Regions from separate parts of the Gossypium hirsutum genome. Here regions 2 and 3 are each linked to region 1. A link is a contact called in public Hi-C data. All regions are on one chromosome and are shown on one strand. Each heading gives the region's core, a stretch centred on a gene start, on an enhancer-like site or on the middle of the called end of the contact. The rest is flanking DNA. Distances are from core to core; before and after follow the strand shown. Region 1 holds the start of LOC107888893. Region 2 holds the start of LOC107888891 (putative ion channel POLLUX-like 2). Region 3 has its middle 30 kb from the start of LOC107888866.

Region 1 (4,320 bases), core at 856-3,355:
ACAAATGAAATGTCAAAGTTATTCATAGACTTAGGCACACCATTGGACACATTCGACTATTAATGTGTATACATGTATGTGTGTCGTACAATGTATAGTGAAATTCATGAACTTATGGGTGCAATGTATGACCAAATGGTCACACTCATCATCCTTGGATGTTCATGAATCATTTGGGTGCTTGAAGAGGCAATTCGTACCTCTTTTGAAGTGTATAAATGGGCAAATTCATCCTATTGTGTAGATACATGTATATTCACATTTAATATTTATGCATTTAATGATATGCTTCCCTCGTGTCGTACATGCATGTATAGTCCATGAATCTTCAAATAGGCACAATCTCTTCCTTTAGACACGTCCATGCAAGGTAAAATAATACCTTGAATCTATCCATGACAATTAGGCACATGTATCATTGCATTTAGTCATGGAATATGAATGGTCACTTAAGGTTTGATGAATGCTTGAACTTATAGGATCTTTGAATATTGCTTGTGCATGAATCCAGATGAAATGCAAGGGGGCATAGGATACTTGAATGGCCAGCCGAATATACTTAAAAATGGTATAAATAGAAGTGCCATTAGATCATTTTAGAATAAGGCAACAATTTAACTAACATAAGTGACAAGAAAAGACAATTAACACGTATATGACACTTTAACATAACTAAAACATATAAACGTGACTTATACTAATATAAAACAAAATAACAACCATATTGTAAAACAAAACACACAACATAAGCTTAAGTAACACGCACTTACTCAAGCACACAAATAAAAACTAGCTAAGCTGCGGTCAAAATGAAATGCAATGCTTATTAAAGTATTAATAAAAGATAAAGAAGTGTTCTAAATAATTCAATGTGGTCAAATGGGTAACCCAAGCCCACTTGGATGTTCATTCAACATTTGGACTACATGAACCATTCTTAGAACAACATTCGACCCATCTTGAAGGTGACTAACTTTGACCATTGTTCTAAAGCCCACAAATCGTGCCATTGAGAGCTTCTCTAAATTGTTTAGCTCGAGCCCTTGTGATTGGCCTAATAGGCACTTGTAATGGATCTTATAAGGTCCTAGACATTCCTTGTGCAAATGAACCATTAACATTTGGCCCAATTTCAACTTTCAAAGACTCTTTGGAATTCAACACAGTGCTCGTGCCCATGATCACATCAGTTTTGGAGAGGAAATGATGAGTCGACGATGAGAGAGGCATCGATGTGTCTTTAGATCAATCGTTGGTTCGAGGGCTGTCGGATTATGGCACTGTTACCACTTTTCGTAGTAATTAGATGAGTCCGTCTTTGTAAACTCAAAACATGAGATACAAAAGAAAGAACACATGGATAATTTCTAGGCCACTGCTTGAAGCCATTGCCATTTTAGAGAAGAAAATAATTAACCTTGAGACACGTACACTTATTTAAAAATTATTTTATTTAAATTCTTGAATATATAAATAGTATTTTAAGTGATTTGATAAAATTGGACACGTGATGCATAATTATTGGTCAGATTGATAAAAGTTAATAGTGTCATTAAGGTTCTTTAAAAAGTACCATTTTAGCTTATAGTTATCAATTTTAGGTATTAATTAGGTTCAAAAAAAATTTAAATACCATATAGATAAAATTATCAAATTTATGTATCTCCGTATATAACAACCATATGAAGTATGATGCCTGAATTGCATGCCTTTAAAAGATTTTTGTCTAGGACGAAAAGTTTCCTTCTTGAAGATATGGTTGAGTGTGGAATATAGTACTTAAGTTTTATTATTATTATTATTATTTAATCTCTTGTATCACAAAAAAAATATCTAATATATTTTTGAATAGAATTTAAAATTATAAATCATTTTAAAATTTATTGATATTAATAAAATTCTTTATCTTTGTTAAATTTCCTTTTGCTTTTCAGGGGAACTTTTTGCACATACTACCGCATTCAAATTTCAAAAAGTTGAACCAAAAGACCGGCAAAATAAAAAGCAAGAAAAATAAAAAATTAAAATAAAAACGGATCTCGTGATGGCTACGATCGTAAATTAAACTAAACTATAAGGAAATTGTGGTAACCAATAACTGAACTCGCTCCCCACTTTCGTCCACGTCATCCCTTTCCATTTCTCGAACCAGTGAAACTGATTGGTTAAATCGACGTGTTTCCCACCGTATCTTCCGCGAGTGTTTAAACATTATCATACTCGCGCGAGTACGTCTTTTCTTCCTCAGAACTTTCTCCTCTCTCTCTATAAAAATTGCCGGCTGTTGCATTTTCTTTACTCTCTTGTCTCTGCTTCCCGACAGCAATTTCTTCTCATTTTCGAGAACATTTTTTTAAAGATTTTTTCTATATATTCTTTGAAGATATTAATCAGAAAAATGGCGCTGGTTTCTTTCATCGGAAGGGTTCTTTTTGCGTCAGTGTTCATCCTCTCTGCTTGGCAAGAGTAAGCTTCATTTCCAGATCTGTAATTTCTTTTTTGTGTTTTCTAATGTGATTCTCGCGAAAAGAGTAAAAAGAAGCGAGATAGTTTAGATCTTGATTTAGTTTTTCTGAACTTTTAAAAGTTTATTTATACTTTAATTAATGATGACTTCTTTCTTATTTGATTTACATTTGGAAGACTGAGCAAATATATATTTCTACTATTTATACTTATTCAGTGTTTTTTTTAATGTATATTCAATTTTGAGTCAAATGATGAATATATAAACTTAGCTCTTCATTAAGTCTAATAGTTAATTTGTTCAGGTTCAATGAATTTGGCGTCGATGGTGGTCCAGCGGTGAAGGAGCTGAGGCCAAAGTTCAACGTCTTCTCAAAGACTGTCTCATCTCACACAGGGTTGCAAGTGCCTGAATTTGATGTAAGAATTGCTATTCTTCGAGATGTGTTTTTTAAATATCATGCCTAAACTATCCGTAGTGCATTCAGTTCGGATCTATTTTAGTTTGGATATTATAAATTTATTTGGTTCAATTTGATTTTTGTTCACTATTAAAAAAAAACAATTATTTGAATCAAATTGAATTTTTATTAATTTGTAATTATTTGCTAAGTTTTTATAATCTGAAAATAAATATTTTATATTTAAACTAATGATCATAGAAGTTTTTTTTTCTTTTTGTTTAAAATTTAAAAACTGATAAACTAAATCTATCTGAATAGGTGAAATTAGGTTCAGATCGATTCGATTATCTTGATATTTGATTCATTTTTAAAAAAAAAAATTAAAATACTGCACGTTAACCACCGATTTATTTTTTTAAAAATAAATCCTATTCGAACCGTTATTATCTCTAAAACAAACCCTATTATTATACGATTATATAAAGCTTTTCAAATGTCTTAACTCTTTGGGTTATTATTTATAGATCAAGTATGTGGTTGCTGCTGCTGTAGCCTTTAAAGGTGTTGGGAGTATTCTCTTTACCTTTGGCAGCACCATCGGAGCTTATCTTCTGGTATGTTTTTATACCCTACTTTTCCGGCTTTTCTTTTCTTTTGGTGCTACTGCTTATCTGGGGTTAAACTTAATATACGAGGTCACTTATTTAAGTGTAGTAAAAGTATGGAGGTGTTCTTAAAATTAAGTTTATAAAGTTTAAGGGCAGTTTTATTATTTTAGCCCATAAAAGAAACTTTTCTTTACAACATTAATTTAAGATTTTTTATTTTGATTAAATTATTTCAATTATTATTTTATTACATTTTAAAAACAAATGGCATAATCAAAATTTGTAAAGTTTTTTTTTAATAAATAATTTTAAAAAATACATATCAATTTTTTAAGATTGATTGTAGAATAAAAATATACATTGTCAGTGTAATAAATATTAATCCATTATTAAAACGTGAAGTTTCACAAATATGTTTACAAAAATTAATTATATTTATATAGAGAGCTGGTAGTAGGTAGAACATTTATTATTATTATTATTAATATTCAAATTTGAATATGCACAATTGCTTTAAAACTAAAATTTGTTTAAGATCTGTACTGACATTTGATTAAAATAGCATTATTTGTTAGATATTTAAATTCATTAAATATATTTAAAACAAAGCAGATAACAAATAGGTTTGGAGACTCATTATTTGCGATAAAGTAAAATAGACTCAATATAAGAAAGTTTATATTTATATCCGCTTTGAATTCATCCAAATAGTAATTAAAAGAAAAAAGAAAATATCCATAGATATTCAAATGAGTACGGTGTATTTTGCAATTCAAAGAAAATATCCATAGATATTCAAACGAGTACGGTGTATTTTGAAATTCAAATGATAACAACAATAT
Region 2 (4,320 bases), core at 798-3,297, 400 kb before region 1:
CAAACACAAACAAAAACCAAGAAAATTAGACAAAAATATTTATGTGGAAAAACCCCTCCGAAGAGGATAAAAAATCATGGGCAAAGAAAAAATCACTAAAACAGAAAAAATCGAAAAATGGGAGTTCAAAATGGAGAAACAAATAAACCATGAACCCGAAATATTAAGATTTCCCGAAATTCTCACAAACTCTCGCTTAATTTTGTTATTGTTATTCTAAACTATCTAGGGTTGCTAAGAAGCCTATTTATAGGCTGAAATTCATGTACAAATATGACTAAAACATCTCTAAAATAATTAGAGTTAGACTGGGAAAATATAACAAAGTTTAACTAGGAGAAAAAAACCCAATTAAGTGAGGATCATGTCATGACATGGTATTCTGTCTCTTCAGGACGCCTTTCATCGTGTCGTCGAGCGTGGTGAATCTTCTCATTATGATGTCTGTGTCATGTCGTCAGAACATCGACTCTTTCTCGTTCCGACATCAACCATATTTTATCTGAAATACAAGGTAAACTCTAAACAACTACAATTGTTTCCTATTTACCATTATTTATAATTTCTAAACTTATTGTTCCATTCCATTTAAATTATCTTTTAACTATTAAGTATTCAGAAAAACAAATACAATATATGCTATACAACGATCAAAAAATTAGTGTTGCTACTTACGTAGTCACAATGCCAGATGTCGAATGATAATTAAAAACTACGCATTTCTCGATAATATATTTTTTATATGTTTGTAATGAATTCAATTAAAACACTATCTTAAATTTCATGCAACATATTGCATAGTAACATAATAATTGATTTATCCCTAATTTATATTAATTTATATAATACATAATATTAAAGTAGAGTAGCTGCAAGTGTAACTTCTAATTCATCATAAGTTAACTTGACAATAATTTAATTGTAAAATTATTAAAATATCTTTATTTTAAAGGTAATTAATATTATAAAAATATTTTTATTTTTTATATTTTTATATAATTTTTAAACTATTAAATGTGGAATTAAATTATTAAAGCACAAATGAACTAAAACTAGGACAATAATCAAAATGTTACTGCATAAGCATTCTATGAACTGATTAACTGAACTAAAACTTATATATGACAACAACTTATGGTGGGATTTGAAATTCTAAACATTTAACTACATATGGTAGTTATCGAACCAAGGCACTTAAGACTAAGAGTCTCTACTTTCGCCAACTACGACAAGGCCTCATTGTTAATTAAAACTTTTGTTTTTTTTTAATATTATGTAATAATAGTTAAATTTCAGTTTTGATTTTTTTATTATTCTCAAGTTTGAGATTTAACCTTGATGCTTTAATTTTTTTACATAATTTGATACTTCAATTTTTATAATGTCATTAGTTTGTCTAATACTTTATTCTGATTAAAATATTAATATCAATTTTTAAAAATTATCAACACCATTAAAATTCTTTGTTAAATTCAAATAGATTATAAAGTCATTTTTTCTTTACATGATTACTAGTTGATTTTTTTTTATTTTAAAATGCCAACCAACATATTTAAGTGAAGAAATTTTAAAATGTCAACAATTAGACCTGAATTTTTAAATTAAACTAAATTCTTAAAAATAAAAGATGAAAATTAATTAAAATATATGAAAATATAAAATTTTTATTATACAATTTAGCCCAAAATATAATTATAAATACAAATATAATCCTACCAACTATAAAGTAGAGTCCATTTAATACAATGAACAACGGATGAAAAACTGAAAAATTGAACAAAAACTCACACAAAACATTGACTTAAAATGAAAAACAAACCTAATCATTACAATTAGGGACTCAAATCTAATCTGGGCCCAACCTTTTGTGAACAATTACGGACTCGAATCTAACCCGGGCCCAACCTTTTGTGAAGAATATGAATCTCACTGGGTATTTAGATACAATTATAGTGTATCTTATCTCAAATTCTACAACGTGGCTAATTAATAAGTAATGAGCACATGCTTATTGCCTCTAAGTACTGGTCCACTTTCACTTCCTTCCAAAATTTTTTTGGCTCTCATTTTTGTCTTAAAACTTCATATTTCATATTTCTAACTCCACTTTCTGTCCATATTTTTCTTATAACAAAAAGTTTATCTACATTTCAAGTTTTCTTTTTTCTAATAAATTTTAGTTTGTTTCTCTTTTCGGCCCTCTCACCAAGAAAAAAGTGAAGCAAAGATGATCCATCTTTGTCAGTTTCAAAGCCCTCAGCCATGGTGGTTGTCTCCAACAATTTCCAAGTTCACTCAACCATCCTCTTCTACTAGGTACTTTTGTATCTTTTTCTTTGCTCTGAACATGAGTTATTGAAGTTGGGTTTCATTGAATTTCTGGTAATAATGCATTACTGCTCGTCTTATGAACTTAAAACACTCCATTTTTTAAACCCTAAACTTACTTCAATTAGTTCATTCAATTGTCCTTAAGTAGGAAGTGGGCTGAATTTTAGTTCAATTGGTTTGTATCCAGTTATCCTCCCCAAACTTAGTTTAATTGATTCAGACAAACCCTATTTTTTTCTTTAATTCTTCAATGTTAATGGACTAATTCTCTATATAATTATGTATGCTGTTATAGGTTTGGTTTTTGTTGGGGGTGGTGGTGGCGTGCCTTTATGAGTTTTTGGTCTGCCAAGTTTGCTAACTCTCCGAAACATTGACATTATATATAACATGTTCTATGATGCTCAAACTCTTCAATTTTATGAATATATTTGACTGTTGTACGCTTTTACACCTTAAAGACTGCTCTAAGGGCACTCATTATCGAAACCCGAATAATAACATTACAGTTTTCTAAAGTACGTATATCACAGTAGCATGCATTATAGTTAAACCGAAGTACTCATGTCCTCCACATGGCCAGACACAAATATGGATATGACTCTCAAAGGACTCTTCAAATACATGGAAAACTTAGAAAATTAAATATACTTTTGTTGGACACATCCATACTCGGGACTACACACCAACCCAAGTAACATAGCAAGTTTTTTTACTGTTGCACTTTCTAAAAGCTACAAAATGGTTGACCAGTTCTTGTAGCATGGCTGTGCTGGTTCTGCAAGTAGTGGATTCGAGGTTAAAACCGTTCCATCATAGACAAAATTGGTTTTTCTTCCCTTGTCTTTTTGCCTGATCAATTGGATAATTATTTAGCTTATCCAACATAGCATGTGGTCTGAAGTTTTGCTCTTTCTTTTTCAGTTTATGTAGTTGCCTTTTCTTTTTTCTTTTTGTAGAACACACGGGATTAGAGGCTCGAAGAATATGATATTTTTCCGGAAATCAGTACTATGCAGTTTTTGGTTGAACAATTCTTCATCTAACAATGTGCATAAATTTGTAAACGGTAGAGGTGAGTCCAAGCCATCTGCATCAAGAGTTTGTCAAACTGATGGTTGTGCTTGGTCTTTATCTTTTGATGTTAACTGTGGAACTTTTATTGTTCTAATCACCCTTTGTTGAAGATCTATCACATAGGTGAATCATTAAATTTGGAATTTCGGATTTTTATGTCAAAGGAGTATGCATAACATTTGTGGTCGGTTGGTAATTGTGCAAGCTAATCCTAGCTTGTTAGTGTTCGATAAGCTTATGTTTTACAGGCTCATAATTACACTTCTAGTTGTGTTTTCTAGTTTACATTTATGCCTATTTGCCTCACGTTTTGTTCCTTCGGAAAGTTAAAAGATCATTTTTCGCTTTCCGTAAGAATCATGATAGCTTTTCTCTTACAGGAAAATGGGAAGTTACTTGTAGAAAAGAAACATATAATTCAGAGTGCAGTTCAAATAACTCGAATGTCAAATTCTTTAGGATGGACTTACTGGATGGTTCTCAAGTAAGGATTAAATCTCGGATTCTAAAAGTGTTTATATGAATATGCTTTCTTGATGTTGTAAATAGATGTGTTCTATCAATTTGTTGCAATGACTTAGAGTTATTATATATTTTTCTTTTCCATTCTTTGAATATCTTCTGTATTAATAGATAGTTTTCATTATGAACGTTGCATGCATCTACCAGTGGATTGTTTGTTTTCTGAACGTTGCATGCATCTACCAGTTGATTGTTTGTTTTCTGTCTTTCTTTATTTTCCGGAGTGGAGCCAAGTGGAGCAATTTCTGGTACATGCTACCATAACATGACTCTGGTTTGGTTTCGAAAGTGTCTTCCTCTATCCATCCATAATGATAATCCTCTTAAGTAAATAAAGGTGAAACAAAAGAGGAAAAACCCAATCAAGGAAGGTAGTTTGGTTTAAGGCAA
Region 3 (4,320 bases), core at 1,287-3,786, 310 kb after region 1:
TATAATAAATGTAAAGTTATTCCCTTAAATTTAAATTGTTTTTAATATATTAATTTTTAAACACCACAACTATATATAGATAGTCAGGGTGTCAAAGATTCTCAAAAGCCAAAATTCTTGAACATGGCAGAAATAAGCTTAGAACGAGCTTAAGAATCCATTGTGAATCGACAACAGGAATTGAAAGCTTTCGATGAAACAAAATCAGGACAGGAGTGAAAGGGCTGGTAGATTCTGGCTTGTCAAAGATTCCAACGATTTTCATCGACGAACAGTACAAGCTTGAGAGAAACAACGTCCATAACCAGAAACCTGGAAACCCCACCAACAATGACGGAATCCCAATCATAGACTTGACCGTTGTCGATGATGATCCAAATTTACGTCGCGAAATAGTGAAGAACGTTGGAGAAGCTTGCGAGAAATCGGGTTTCTTTCAAGTTATCAACCATGGGATTCCGTTGGCGACTACGGATGAAATGATAAATGGGGTTGTCAGGTTTTATGAACAGGATGACGAAGCTAAGAAGGAGATTTATTCTCGAGATTACTCCAAGAAAGTGTATTATGACAGTAACATCGATCTTTACAAGGCGGAAGCAACCAGTTGGAGGGATACTTTGTGTTGTGTTATGGCACCTCGCCTCCCTCTTCCTCAAGAACTGCCCTGCGGTTTGCAGGTAAGTAGTAAATATAATCTCTATCATCAATGTCCGGAATGAATTAATTAATTTTAATTGGAGCAAATGTTGCTAGGAATATAGATCAGTCACGTATGAAATAAAGGAAATTAAAACGTAAATAGCTACTTATATGAAACATATTTTGATCCGATAATATTTTTGCAAAAATCATATCTGAAGCTAACTTAATCTGCAGAGATATAATGATAGAATATTCAAGCAAAATGATGAAATTAGGGCAGACTTTGTTAGAATTGATGTCGGAAGCTTTGGGTCTGAATCGGAGTTATTTGGAAGATATTGGGTGCGGTGAAGGAATGCTTGTGAAATGCCATTACTATCCACCGTGTCCCGAACCGGACTTGACATTGGGCAGCAGCAGTCACACCGATACCGGCTTCTGCACCGTAGTTTTACAAGATGAAATCGGCGGACTTCAAATCCTCTATCAAACCGGCTTGATGTTAATCCTGTCCGTGGGGCTTGTAAATTTGGACGATATGATGCAGGCAAGCCCACCTTAACTTTAACCCTAATATCATAATTTAGGTATTTTATTGCTATATACATATTATATTATAAAGTCTAAAATCGAGCATAACATATTTATATTATTGACATCTCACTTATTAAATTTATATTTTTAAAAAATATATAATAAATTATCTCAATAATTTTTAATTTTAATTATTTAATATTTTTTTATAATTTCAGATTAAATCATCTCAATAGTTGACCATTTGGAAATAAATTTACGTTAAAAACTTATCATTTTAAAAATAAATTTTAAAATAAACATGATGTACAACTAAAAACAAACCTGAATTCAAATAAAAAAAAATAGAAGATATTTACATTATAAAAAAGACACGCGATTAAATATGGAAAAAGACGCACACAAATTTTATTTACTTCTATTATTTTAAAAAAAATAGAAGATAATTTAAAATTATAAATAAATTATTTGATATAAATATAAAATATTCAAATAAAAAAAATGTGATCTCTATAAAATTTTAAATTATATTTTGCTTTTAGATTTAAATTTAGTTAATTTGATTATATAGTAGAAATTTTTTAAAAAATATATATTCAAAATGTTTCATTTTTTAAATTTTTTATATAGCCTGAGAAAAGATTACATGAAACAGTGATGTCGTATCTCTTTTCTAATAATTTTATGTCACATCAATATTTTCATTTAAACAAAAATCAAGTCCAAATTAAAATTCTAAGATTCAGGATAAAATTACTGATGTAATTATAGAAAAGAGATAATATTCATGTTTCATACAATTCTTTCTCATATCCAATTTATTTAATTGTCTTATCTTTAGATTTCTTTTTAAAAATATCATTATAATTTTATCAGAGATAATGTCAAAAAATAAAGTCTGAATATTATAAAAAATATCATTTTTGCATCCATTAATTAATTTATTCATTTTAATATTTAGATTGAAGTTAAAAAATTTCTTACATAATTTAATTGAAATAATTTTTTATTGCTTCTTTGAAAATATAATTTAAATTTCAAAATTCAAAAATATTTATCTTAAACAGGGACGTACTTAAAATTACACTTTGATCTTTTAATAAATGATAAAAATTTAATTTAATCATTTAAAAATTATAAAGAATAAACTATTTAAATAATAAAATGATATTTTTATTATTATAAAAAATAAAATTTAATTTTAGACCTTAAACAAATATTGCGATCATAAATAAAAAATATAATTTAAAATCCTTTTATGAAAATCCATAAGTATTTGGGTGATGACGGATGGGGCTTTCTCGTCTCCTGCTTTTTTCTCAAACGATTTCTCTACCAACCAATCACATTCATAGAATGTGACTTAGGAGGTCTTAGCCTGAGGAAAACAAGAAGAATAAGGAAAAAACCAAATCTATTGCCTTTTGTCAGCCTGAATTGAGCAATTATTGTCCTAAAATTATAAAAAGTAGTGGAGATTTCAGAGAGGACGCATTCAAACGAACATCCATTAGAAAACCACATGGGTTTCTGCAAAAAGCCTTTGGATACTGCATGAAAAAGACCACAGAATCACAGATATCCAAAACCAACAAATATAGCTTAAATTTCATAATAAAACATTTATCATAAATATAAATAAAGTTAAATAATATCTATACTAATATTAAAAATATTTTAATGTTTTTCATAAAGATAAATACTATTATCAAAAAACAAATATTTATTTCATAATTATAGATATTAAATGATTACTTCTTTTATATTCGAAATCTAAGTTCATATATCTTATTTATTATATTGCATTTAATTGTATTTAATATAAAATAAATTTAATAATAATTAATTTCTTTTTCCCTCAAAATTGATTTTTAAAATTTTTAAAAACTTTTATATAATTTAATTTATTTTATGTAATAATTTTTAAATATTTCACTTCTACTTAAAAACGCTATTCATATTACAAAAAAATTAGTGAATTATTTTTTATTTTTAAATAAGTCAAATATATGCTTTTATGTTATTCAACACTTTATTTTGTACCACCAAAATATATTATTTAAAATTTTATTTCTAAAATTAAAAAATTATTAGATATATATAATATGATTTCTAAGATTAAAAATTTTAAAATAAAATTTATTTTAAACTTTATTATAACAATTTTATCTTTCAAGTTTACTTCCTCATAATTAAAGCATAAATTATATTCTTAACCTTATAAATATATTATATTTTAAAAACTTAAGTATATTTTTTAATTTGGTTATATGTTTTAATTATTGTTTTTTAATAATTTTATTTAATATATCGTTATTTAAATAACAGTTTTATAAAACATACGAGCAATCCATACATCACATAGGATAAAAAACTACCATATTATATTTCGAACACTTATTTATATTTTTTAATTTATTTATATCTTTTAAATATTTTTTTATCAATAATTTTATTTAAATAATGATTTTATAAAACACACAAGCAACCCGTACAACACACGAGATAAAAAACTAGTATATTATATTTCAAAAACTTAAGTATATTTCAAATATTGATTATATCTTTTAAATATTGTTTAATCAAATAATTTTATTTAACATAGAATTATTTAAATAATAAATTTATAAAACACACTTACAACCCATGCATCACAGAGGATAAAAAATTAGTTATTTATATTTGAAGCTTTGAATATTCATTTTTCTGAAATGTTTGTCAGACATACATATATAAGATGTGATTTTTAGGGATATCTAACTACATAAAAAAACTTTAGAAAGTTTGATCATATACATGTCGAACACATCTGTATCTGTCTTTCACACTCAAGAAGCAATATAGGTTTAATCATGTTTGTGTAAACTATTTCATGTTGTACTATATAGGTTTTGAGATGTTCATATAGTGTGCATGTTAGTTTTGTGTCATATTATGTTTTTTTTATGTTTCCCAGGTTGTGTTCGATAATGTTTTTATTAAATCTAATTAATAAAAGATATGTAAATATCAATTTTGACATAATTACATGACGTGAGCATGGTACGAATACATGAGTCTCTCAAAATTTATATAAGATATTAGTTTACAATGTTAGTAATCTTACATTATTAACAAATATATAGTATAATAAGTTTAAAA

What was found. A called contact is a pair of places that touch in the nucleus more often than the background predicts.
Region 2: a Hi-C map of leaf shows a contact between it and region 1, with 2.2 times the contacts expected there. The contact joins the promoter of LOC107888891 here to the promoter of LOC107888893 in region 1. A contact is called at or near these places in 2 of 34 Hi-C or Micro-C datasets (callus and leaf).
Region 3: a Hi-C map of leaf shows a contact between it and region 1, with 2.0 times the contacts expected there. The contact joins the enhancer-like site here to the promoter of LOC107888893 in region 1. A contact is called at or near these places in 5 of 34 Hi-C or Micro-C datasets (callus and leaf).

What each region holds. Positions count from the first base shown.
Region 1 is chrA09:54,606,610-54,610,929 of Gossypium_hirsutum_v2.1, forward strand. It overlaps LOC107888893, which reads left to right and starts at 2,106. Exons shown (of 5, transcript XM_016813154.2): 1 at 2,106-2,466; 2 at 2,772-2,886; 3 at 3,395-3,484. The coding sequence starts at 2,399.
Region 2 is chrA09:54,208,742-54,213,061 of Gossypium_hirsutum_v2.1, forward strand. It overlaps LOC107888891 (putative ion channel POLLUX-like 2), which reads left to right and starts at 2,048. Exons shown (of 24, transcript XM_016813151.2): 1 at 2,048-2,316; 2 at 3,291-3,406; 3 at 3,789-3,892. The coding sequence starts at 2,228.
Region 3 is chrA09:54,914,320-54,918,639 of Gossypium_hirsutum_v2.1, forward strand. It overlaps the pseudogene LOC107889990. Among protein-coding and RNA genes, the nearest start is that of LOC107888866, 30 kb to the left of the region's middle. Within about 2 kb of position 2,537, at least 1 of the 9 cell types and tissues checked has an H3K27ac peak or open chromatin away from gene starts, as enhancers often do. A contact at or near this core is called in leaf, where this site is marked.